Linked DNA regions of Mus musculus: region 1 is linked to region 2. The links are chromatin contacts, called in public promoter capture Hi-C maps. All regions are on one chromosome and are shown on one strand. The core of a region is the stretch at or near the end of the contact, and the rest is flanking DNA. Distances in the headings are between cores, read along the strand shown. Region 1 holds the start of BC052040 (cDNA sequence BC052040). Region 2 holds the start of Lin7c (lin-7 homolog C (C. elegans)).

Region 1 (4,619 bases), core at 218-2,717, 5.7 Mb after region 2:
TAAGGGAGTCCTTACAAGAATACCAACAAAACACTATCTAGTAAACATCCTACCTAGTTTACTTAAGGAACTTAGTCTTTATAACCTAAGTTACGTAAATAATGTCTGTTGAATGCTATGCTAAATAAATGTCTCTTGTACTATCTTATTGTTTTTATTGACAGATGGTCATTGGACATAGTGCTGATTTCACAAATATAAATTCTTTCATTTTTATGTCCACACACTCCCCCAGTCTTATTGCTTTCTCAGTATTTCTCTGCGTTCTTTCTTGTACATATGTGTATGTATGTAAATGTGTGTGTACTTGTGATCTATGTAAAACTGAAGAGCCACAAGGGAGAGGAAGCAAAAGATATTGGTTTGAGTCCTTTTTCCAGATGTAGTCATTATTTTAATCTTTAAAACTGTGTTTCTAAACCACATTTTGTTTATTCTTTCATCTGTTGACTGACAACTACGGTGACTCCATAACTTGGCTCTATACTACCTTATTTAGTCTTAAAACCTGCCTCATGAATTACAAATTTTTATAGGTAAAGTAATTGAGGCTTTGATGAACTAAAGAATTTACCAATGGGGTCTTATCTAGGCCAACCTTCCAACTTACACTTTACACCAAATGAAAGCAGTAAACCGTTTAAACGTGCTAAAACCTAAGCAGATTTTCTTCCTTTTGCTCAAAATGGGAGAGAACACATATCATACGCCCACCTTAGAAACAAAGGTTTCAAAAAACCAAACCAAACCAAACCAAATATATAGATGCTCTAATATATTAACTCAGAAGTTCGTATTTCTACACATTATTGGGCACTCACTATTGTGGGGGCCAGGAATTTACTTCTTTATGTATGCGAGAGTGGAATTGACATTCTACTGCCAGTTGTTTTAAGATGCAGAATTTAAGTTCTCAACAAAACCAGCATTGCTTTCCACCAGAGAATTTAATGCAGAATTTAAGTTCTCAACAAAACCAGCATTGCCTTCCACGGGAGAGGCTGAAGAACTTTCCCAGCACAGGCGAAACCGCTGGTTTGCAGAGATCCTGTTCGCTGCTTAGCTTCCGCTCACCTTGCTCCTTTGCAGGCCATCTGCTCAGAGCGGCAGAACTGGGCGTGTCGGAAAAAAACACATTCAAATCCCGCGCTCCACCAGAGCACTTCCGGGTTTCCAACTCCAGGCTGGAAAAGCATCCCTGTGACCCGAAACGGGCCGTCTGTGTTTCTCGCAGCTGGCAGAGTGTCTTCAATGAGCGTCTGGGTTCCGATCTCAGGGAGGTGTTGCTGGGGACACCTGCCCCTAAAGACGCAAAAAGAATTCGGTACGCAGCCGCCACTTCCTGGTTGCTTTGCCCTTACCCAAGATGGCGGCTAGTTGCCTTCGGCCCGGCTTACTGCGGCTGCTCAGTACACTCTGCTGGCGCAAATAGTTCTACAGCCCGCCTCTCCCGCGGAGGTGAAGCCTGGGACGCTGCGTGTCTCCGCCCCGCGGTGCAGCTAGGGGGGTGTGCTTTGGGGGCATAAGGGATAGCTAAATAAGTGGAGGGCCCAGGGTCGTACCGCGCTCTGCCCTTCCCTAGGTTCTAGGCACCAAGCCCGCACGAGCCCAAGGGTGATTTTTCCTTGGGCCCAATATGATACTAACCAAAGCCCAGTACGAGGAGATAGCCCAGTGCCTAGTGTCTGTACCGCCCACTAGGCAGAGCCTGAGGAAGCTGAAGCAGAGGTTCCCCAGGTAAGTCCCCATCTCCAATTCTCACAGCATTTTACCTGCACCCCAGTTCCCGCCACCCTGGCAGTCATAGAAGCCACGTGTCACACACAAATGGGAGGAACAGAGTTAGGTCGAAGATCATGAGAATGCTCTCTTCCCTCCACCTGCCTACCATACAAAACATTTAATGGCTGAGGCTCCTGAAGTCACTCCAGGCCTTGGGAGTTGAATCCAACTCAGCAGATCTTTACTTGATACATATTGCGGGTATGAGAGTGTACACATATTAAGTAGGTGCTTCATAGATGACCAGTGGTTAATCCACAGATACTAGCAGTAAATAATTGGTAATGGGATCTTTGCAACGTAAAAAAACGTGAATTGGCGGTTCATCGCACTGGGGTGCTGCCAACTTGACACAGACACCTAGAGATGGTAGATCTAGAGTGAACAGGACCCTTTCGGATTGCCACTGGTAGCAAGAGGGCCCAGGCCCAAAGGGGGCCTTGTCTTGTTGGCTGTGCAATGAAAAGATTCTTTATAGAGTTGAGAACATTAGGGGGTCACACTCTTGAGTCTGGTCATTTGGATCTCAAGGTCTGAAGGTTTCTCATTGTGTGCATACGTATTCCCCATGGGTTTCATACTTTTCACTTTGTTGTGGGATTTTAGGATTTTCCCACCTGCTAGGAAAGGTTTCTTAGAGATTATATAACATAGATTTTTTTCCATTTATAAGATGTAAAAACTGAGACCCACTCATTACTTGAATACCTGTTCAAAACAACTAGGTCATCATAATTAATATGTTAAATAATACAGAACATTTTGTATATTTTTTTATTCAAAACATATTATGACATTGAGCATAGTTACTCCTAATGGAGAGCTTTCCTATCAATAACACATAGCCTTTGACCATGCATCACCAGAGAGATTTCATTGAGAAAGACAAGTTATTGGATAGTAGGTATCAATACAAATTGAAGCATATCTTTCATGACCTCATATTTGGTAGACTAATTTTCCTAGACTCTAAAGAGAAAGGCTCTCCTTCCAATATTGTCCATACTTAAGGACTTTGTAGCTAGGGGATTTATCATAGTTCCTGTTCAAGAGCAGAGTTGACAAGTTGGAATTTAATTATTATCACTAGTTTTTTTTGCATCCTTTCTAAAATGAGTGGTGACTGACCATCCAGGGGGAAAAGGTATAAGATGTAGGTATATTATCACATGTATGTTATATAGTATATGGAATGTTTTATATGTGTATACATTGCTAGGGAGTTTTGGAGCTTTTTTGATACATTGCTATCATTATGGACACATATTACTATTTTCAAAAGAACATATGTATGTATTTGGATCCATATGTGTCAAGGTATGTGTGGAGGTCAGAAGAAAATTTGGAGTTGTTTCTTTCCTTCCATCAAATGGGTCTGGCAGTGGAACTCATGTAGTTAGGCTTTTTGGCAAGTGATTTGATCTACGAAACTATTTTACCAGCCCCACCATTAAAATATATATATATATATATATATATATATATATATATATGTGTGTGTGTGTGTGTGTGTGTGTGTGTGTGTGTGTTCGTATGTATAGTTATATGTATAGTTATATCCTAGAGTGTTTTCTAAAATTTAAATTAAAGCTGAGAAATTAAATAAAATACTACTAAATTTGTTTTGAATAATAGTAAGTATATTGCTTGTTGACATTTTATCTATAATAGTCATAATTCCAAAAATGGTTGAGATACGGCTGTATACTTTTGCAAATCTCTTTAAGATCTGCCTTAACTACAAGAAGCTGCATCTATTTTTATATTTAACTAGTTGTCATATATTGCTGATAAAAGGATAAGAGGAGGGACTGGAAAAATGGCTCACTGAGGAAAGTGCTTGCTATGCAAGCATGAGGGGCCTGAATTTGGATCCTGTAGGAGGGAACCTCTTCAGGTTCCTTGTCTCCTCTGTTTAGCATTTTGGTCAAGGTCACATGCTTTGTCTTCTGGGAGCCTCCCCCATTCCATGTCTCTTGGACTTCCTAGAGATTCTCCACCTCCACCCACACCCACATCCATCCTTACCCCTGGGGCAGCTGCAGATTTCTATTGACTCTCCTGGCCTTCTGAGCCTCTCTCCTGTCTCTCTTCATGGGGTATCTTTCCTTGATTGGTGATTGATATGAGAGGGTCCAGCCACCCCTTGGTGGTCTTGCAATGTGTAAGAAAACAGATTGAGCAAACCATGGAGAGCAAGCCAGTAAGCATTGTCCCTCCATGGTCTCTGCTTCAGTTCTGTTTGTAGGTTGCTGCTCTAACGTTCCTTTGTGATGATCTGCAACTGTAAGCTGAGATAAACCCTTTCCACCCCTAGTTGTCTCTTTGGTCCCAGTGTTTTATTGTAGCAATAGAAAGCAAACTAACACGGGCCATTGCTGTGACACCCCCGATCGACCTCCTTGTAAGGAGGAGGGTTGCAATGGAAGCCCTGGCAGTGACTAGGTAGGTCATGGAGAGGCCATGTCTTGAAAAATATGGAGAGCCATAGGAGAAGATATCAGATGTGCCACCAAATGTACATGCATGCATGAGTGTACCTGCAGGCCTGTGGTCAGACACACAGATACATTACAACAGAAAAAGACAGGAAGAAATACTAAGGAACTCATAGGTAGTTGCAAAAGAAAAGAGTAACTTAATAGGCTTTTTAGATACTGTGGATTAAAAAAAACCCACTGTTGTGTTTTTATTACACAAAACCTAACAAATGCTAGTTTCTTGAAGGCTGACTGTAACGTGGGATAGGAAACTCATCAACTGCTTGTCACCGTCTTGCATTGTAACCCAGTGGCCTGTTTTGAAAGTTAGTGGGTCTTTTACCTATGCAATATTGA
Region 2 (4,645 bases), core at 1,798-4,297:
CAATGAGAGAAGATGCTCCTAACCCTTGAGAAACCTGAGGCCCCAGGGAGTGGGAAGGCCTAGCAGGGTGAGGTGGGGTGGAATGGAGGTATGGTGGGAGGAGAAGAATGGGATGAGGAACTGTCAGACCTGGAAGGGGATAATGGTGGGATTATAAAAAAATTAAAGATAAATATTAAAAAGAAGAAATGTGGGTAGTCATCATCTAATCTATCTATTTGACGATCTAGATACTACAGAAGAGCATACAAAAGCAGCCTTCTCTCTTGTTAAACTGAGTCATATACTTCTGCCCTTAGCCCAGCGGTTCTGATCATGGGATCACCAAACACAAAGTAGGGCTACCCGCATTAACTTCTGTTTTTTTGTTGTTGTTTTTGTTTTTTTCTTTGTTTGTTAGTTTGTTTTTTACCTGTGGCTTTGTACTGAGACTACTACTGTCTTCTTTCTCATGCTTCCATCTTGCAGGCCACAGATCATGATATATCTTATCTTTCATGATCACTTGAAGCAATCTTTACAGTAAGTCTGTGTTCCATGATTGTACACACATGTGAGTGTACACATTCTGTTAGTTATGTTTCTCTAGAGACAATAATGAAACAAGTATTCTAGGGTCGTCTTAATTGGTTCTGTTTTCTGAGTGCTGAGACAACTGCTCTGTCACTAAGCTACATCGGCAATATAACTTCCTAATTCTGATGGAGCATGTTTCCTAGTTGCTTTTGAGAAAGTATGTATGGAAAGTAATTTTTTAGAAGAATTTATATGTTTAGTATGAAACTGTGGGGCTGGGGGTTAACCCAGGATATCAGACATGCTAGACAAATACTCAACCACTGAGCTATACCCATGCCCCCTAAAACGTCTTTCAGTATGACTTCTCTCCTGATAATTTTATCAGCTTAATAAGTTGGCTCCTTCCCTTTAAAAAAACCACACATACCTGAGAATCATAAGTCAGTGGTAGTAGCACACTGTTTATGTAGCTTAGGCTGAGGTCATACTGGATTAGAGTAGGCCCCTGGTCTCCTCCCCTGGTCTAATAGGACTGGTCTCCTTCTAAGAAAATGCTCAGACGAAAATAATAGTGAGACTGCCATGTGAGTATGAAAACAAAGACTGAGTGTGATGGTTGGCATATGTTCTGCCCAGGAAGTGGCACTATTAGAAGGTATGGCTCAGTTGAGGCAGGTGAGGCCTTGTTGGAGTAGGTGTGTCACTTGTGGGTGTGGGCTATCACAGCAACTTCCTAAGTGCCTGGAAGTCAGTCTTCCACTTGCAGCCTTCAGATGAAGATGTTGAACTCTCAGCTCCTCCTGCACCATACCAGCCTGGATGCTGCCATGCTCTTGCCTTGATGATAATGGACTGAACCTCTGAACCTGTAAGCCAGCCCCAATTAAATGTTGTCTTTGTAAGACTTGCCTTGGTCACGGTGTCTGTTTACAGCAGTAAAACCCTAACTAAGATGCTGAGTAGCACAAGTCAGGAACACCAGAGACTTCCAGAAAACTGCTAGAAAGCCAGGCAGAGACAAGGAAGGGTTCCTGTAGATTAGAAATGAACATAGTACCTTTATTCCTGACTTGTAGCTCTCAGATTTGTGAGGCAATTATCTGTGGTTTTAAAACATTCCGCTTGTTATACTTCACTATGGAAGCTCTAGAAAACAAGGAGGGAATTCTAGTTTGAGAATTATTCAATTTTCTGTAACAGTTTTATAGCTTGCAGAGTCCTTCCAGCTGTGTTAAGGAAAGAAAGTGCATCCTGTTTCAATTTCTAGTCCTTAGAAGGTGACCTTTTATTCTCTGGAAACTTTTATGGTCTTCTGCGTAAGCCTGGAATTCTGGGATTTTTTGTGTGTTTATCATCAAAGACATGGAAAAAGACTACTCCAAAGGAGCAGAAGATAGAGATAAAGCTCAGATTTGTGTAGCTTGTACAAGTCTGCAGATTCGAGTCTCTGGAAAAGTAAGTAATGTGTAACCCCAGCTCATAAGAATAGCTCCTGTCAGCCAAGAAAACCTGTGTCATTTGTATGGAGCATGAGGAAGCTTGAAGGCTACTGCCCAGTGGTGGGATTCAACTACCTAATAACAACATGTAGAAAACTGCAGTTCAACGGAAAGAATGGGTCACCTGCAACCAGCTATTAAAACAATCCTGTCGTGCAGGTGTTACAAACTTAACACTGGACTATGATCTTTGCTACCCAAATCCAAGTTTCACAAAAATTATTTCATTGAAATTAGTGACTAAAAATATTTGGGTCCACCAAGTCTTCAAGAGTGGCCCTATGAGGATCTGGAGATGACAGACAGTGCTGTTAGGAGTACTGGCTCCTTTTCCAGGGGTCCTGGGGTTAGATTCCCAACACCCACAGGGCAGGTCTCAACCATCTGTAACTCCAGTTCCAGGGGAATAGATGCCCTCTTGTGGCCTCAGGTTTGTAAATGGTGCAGATATACATAAGGGCAAAACACCCATTAATATAAAAATTCTTACAAATTACAAAATGTACCCATAAAACAAAATCTATGCTTCATCCTTCATTCACAAGCAGATTTTGAATCGGCTAACTAAAAACAATACTTCGTGTATACCAAAGCGTTCTCTCCCGGTTGTTTTTTTTCCCACCTTTCTGCTCAAAGAGAGTTTTAGATAAAATTCGAATTGTAAATTTTTTAAATTAGATCAAGCTAGGATATTAAGAATTTATAAGAGGACTCGGACATGGGGAAACCAGCCTAGACGGTCAGAGGCTGCCGTCGGTCGGGTAAGGGCCGGAACTAAGGTCCTGACTTCCCCGAGGCAGGGGACACTCGGGACATCGGTTCTTTTCAACCTCAGGTTGTTGGAAGTGGACGAGCACAGACCCACGAAAGGAGGCCACCCGTCGGTCGCAAAGCGTCCCCGGCTACCGCTCTGCGTAGTTACCCGCATCCTTCTAGCTCTCGCGTTACTACCATCCTCGCCCTTCCGCTTTCTCGGCCTGGTCCACCGCGGCCCCTCTGTCGTCACTTCCTGTGGGTCTGCACCTCCGAAGAGAAGATGGCGGCGCTGGGCGAACCTGTCCGGCTGGAAAGGGGTGAGTGCGGCGGGGGTCGCGGCCGCGGTGGGTGGGGCGGGTCGAGACTACGAACCGCTCTGCCTGCGGGCCGGAGCGGAGGCAAGGTGACCCGGACGCTGAGCCCCGGAAGCCCTCGGCGGCCTCGGCGCCGGGCGCTGCTCGCGGGGGGCGCTGGCTGGCGTTTGAAAGCTCGCCAGAGCCGGCCGTTGAGGCTGGCGGCGGGCACAGCACGGCTCAGCGGCCTGCCCACGGCTGTAGGCACGGGCGCTCCCTGGGTCCGCACCGCAGCATCGGCTTTCAGCTTCATAGACCCTAAAAGCCGAGGCCACCACGCAGCCCGGCACTGTCTACGGTCAGTGTGCGCGAACAGATCAGTGTGGCCTCTTGGCCTGGTTCTGCCACTTGGCCGACACAGACACATTCCCGCAGAAACTCCCTCGCCCCCATTTAAAACTCAGACTCCTTCAGTACTGTGACCACAGCCTCCGGGCTTTGAGTTGCTCTTTCCTAACTTTCGCACCCCTCCAGCCACGGAGAGGATGCTTACAAAAACAAAAACAAAAAACAAACAAAAAAAAAACCCTCCAACTGACTTGATCTTGGGAAGGAGATTACATAACTAGGTGGAGTAGTGATTTGATTGTAAGTCACTTTTAAGTGCCATGCAATTCCATACTCATAAACCCTACACTTGGAAACCTGGTTGGTTGATTGCTTCTTAGAGCAAACAGCCAAGAAAAACCAACCCGATTGAAGAGAAGCCTGTGAAAAGACTCTCCCAGGGTCCAGTTGCAGCTTTCCAGTATTGTACTCTGTTCTGCCCCAACTTAAATTTCAGACAACTGGAACAAGCTTTGTACAATTCGGTAGTCATAGTAACCAGAAAGTACCAGTTAAGCATTTCGAGTGCTGTTGGCAAACATCGCCTGGGATGGAGTTTGACATTGCATATATTTAGTATTCACAATTATAATCTCAATATCGTCCAAGAAGGAAATCATTTTATAAAATTTGTGTATGTAATAGAACCTCTTTCCTCACACACTGTGCTGATTATGATTCGTTTTGCTTTTTATTGTAGTGACCATGGGAGCCTTTTGTTTCTTTTTAAATAAATGAACTTGTTTGTGACAGGGTAGCTTGGGAAAGAATAAGGTAGGCTTACAGCTGTGTCATTTTCCCCTCAAGTACTACGGTGTCAATGTGCTTTGAACACATTGTTACACAGGAACAAATCTGTTGGTGTTAACCAGAAGAGTTGCAAGTTTCAAACAAGATGGCGTTCTTTTGTATCTTTAAATGAAGCACAAAATGTGGACCTTTTCCCTCTGACATCTGCTTTTTGCTGTTAGGAAGTTTTTCAGTTAAACAGTAGAAAGCTCAAAATATTGGTAGGAATGAAGTCCTAGTTGGTTTTTGCCAGTTAGCAGGATAAGCAAGGCAGTTGGTGTCAAGTCCGATTCTGATCAAGAATTCTAACAGACCTAGCATATTCTCAAAAGTTCCACAGTACAATTCCACAGCAAAATACCAGTACATATGACCAAGTTCCTGTTTGCTTCAAAATCATCA

Evidence for each region. Promoter capture Hi-C pulls out the DNA fragments that hold promoters and counts their contacts.
Region 1: a contact with region 2 is called in a promoter capture Hi-C map of pre-B cells. The contact joins the promoter of BC052040 here to the promoter of Lin7c in region 2. A contact is called at or near these places in 1 of 39 promoter capture datasets (pre-B cells) and 2 of 484 Hi-C or Micro-C datasets (both in CD4 T cells).

Annotation. Positions count from the first base shown.
Region 1 is chr2:115,580,249-115,584,867 of GRCm38.p6, forward strand. BC052040 (cDNA sequence BC052040) reads left to right here and starts at 1,468. Exons shown (of 11, transcript NM_207264.4): 1 at 1,468-1,737. The coding sequence starts at 1,637.
Region 2 is chr2:109,887,831-109,892,475 of GRCm38.p6, forward strand. Lin7c (lin-7 homolog C (C. elegans)) reads left to right here and starts at 3,048. Exons shown (of 5, transcript NM_011699.3): 1 at 3,048-3,091. The coding sequence starts at 3,055.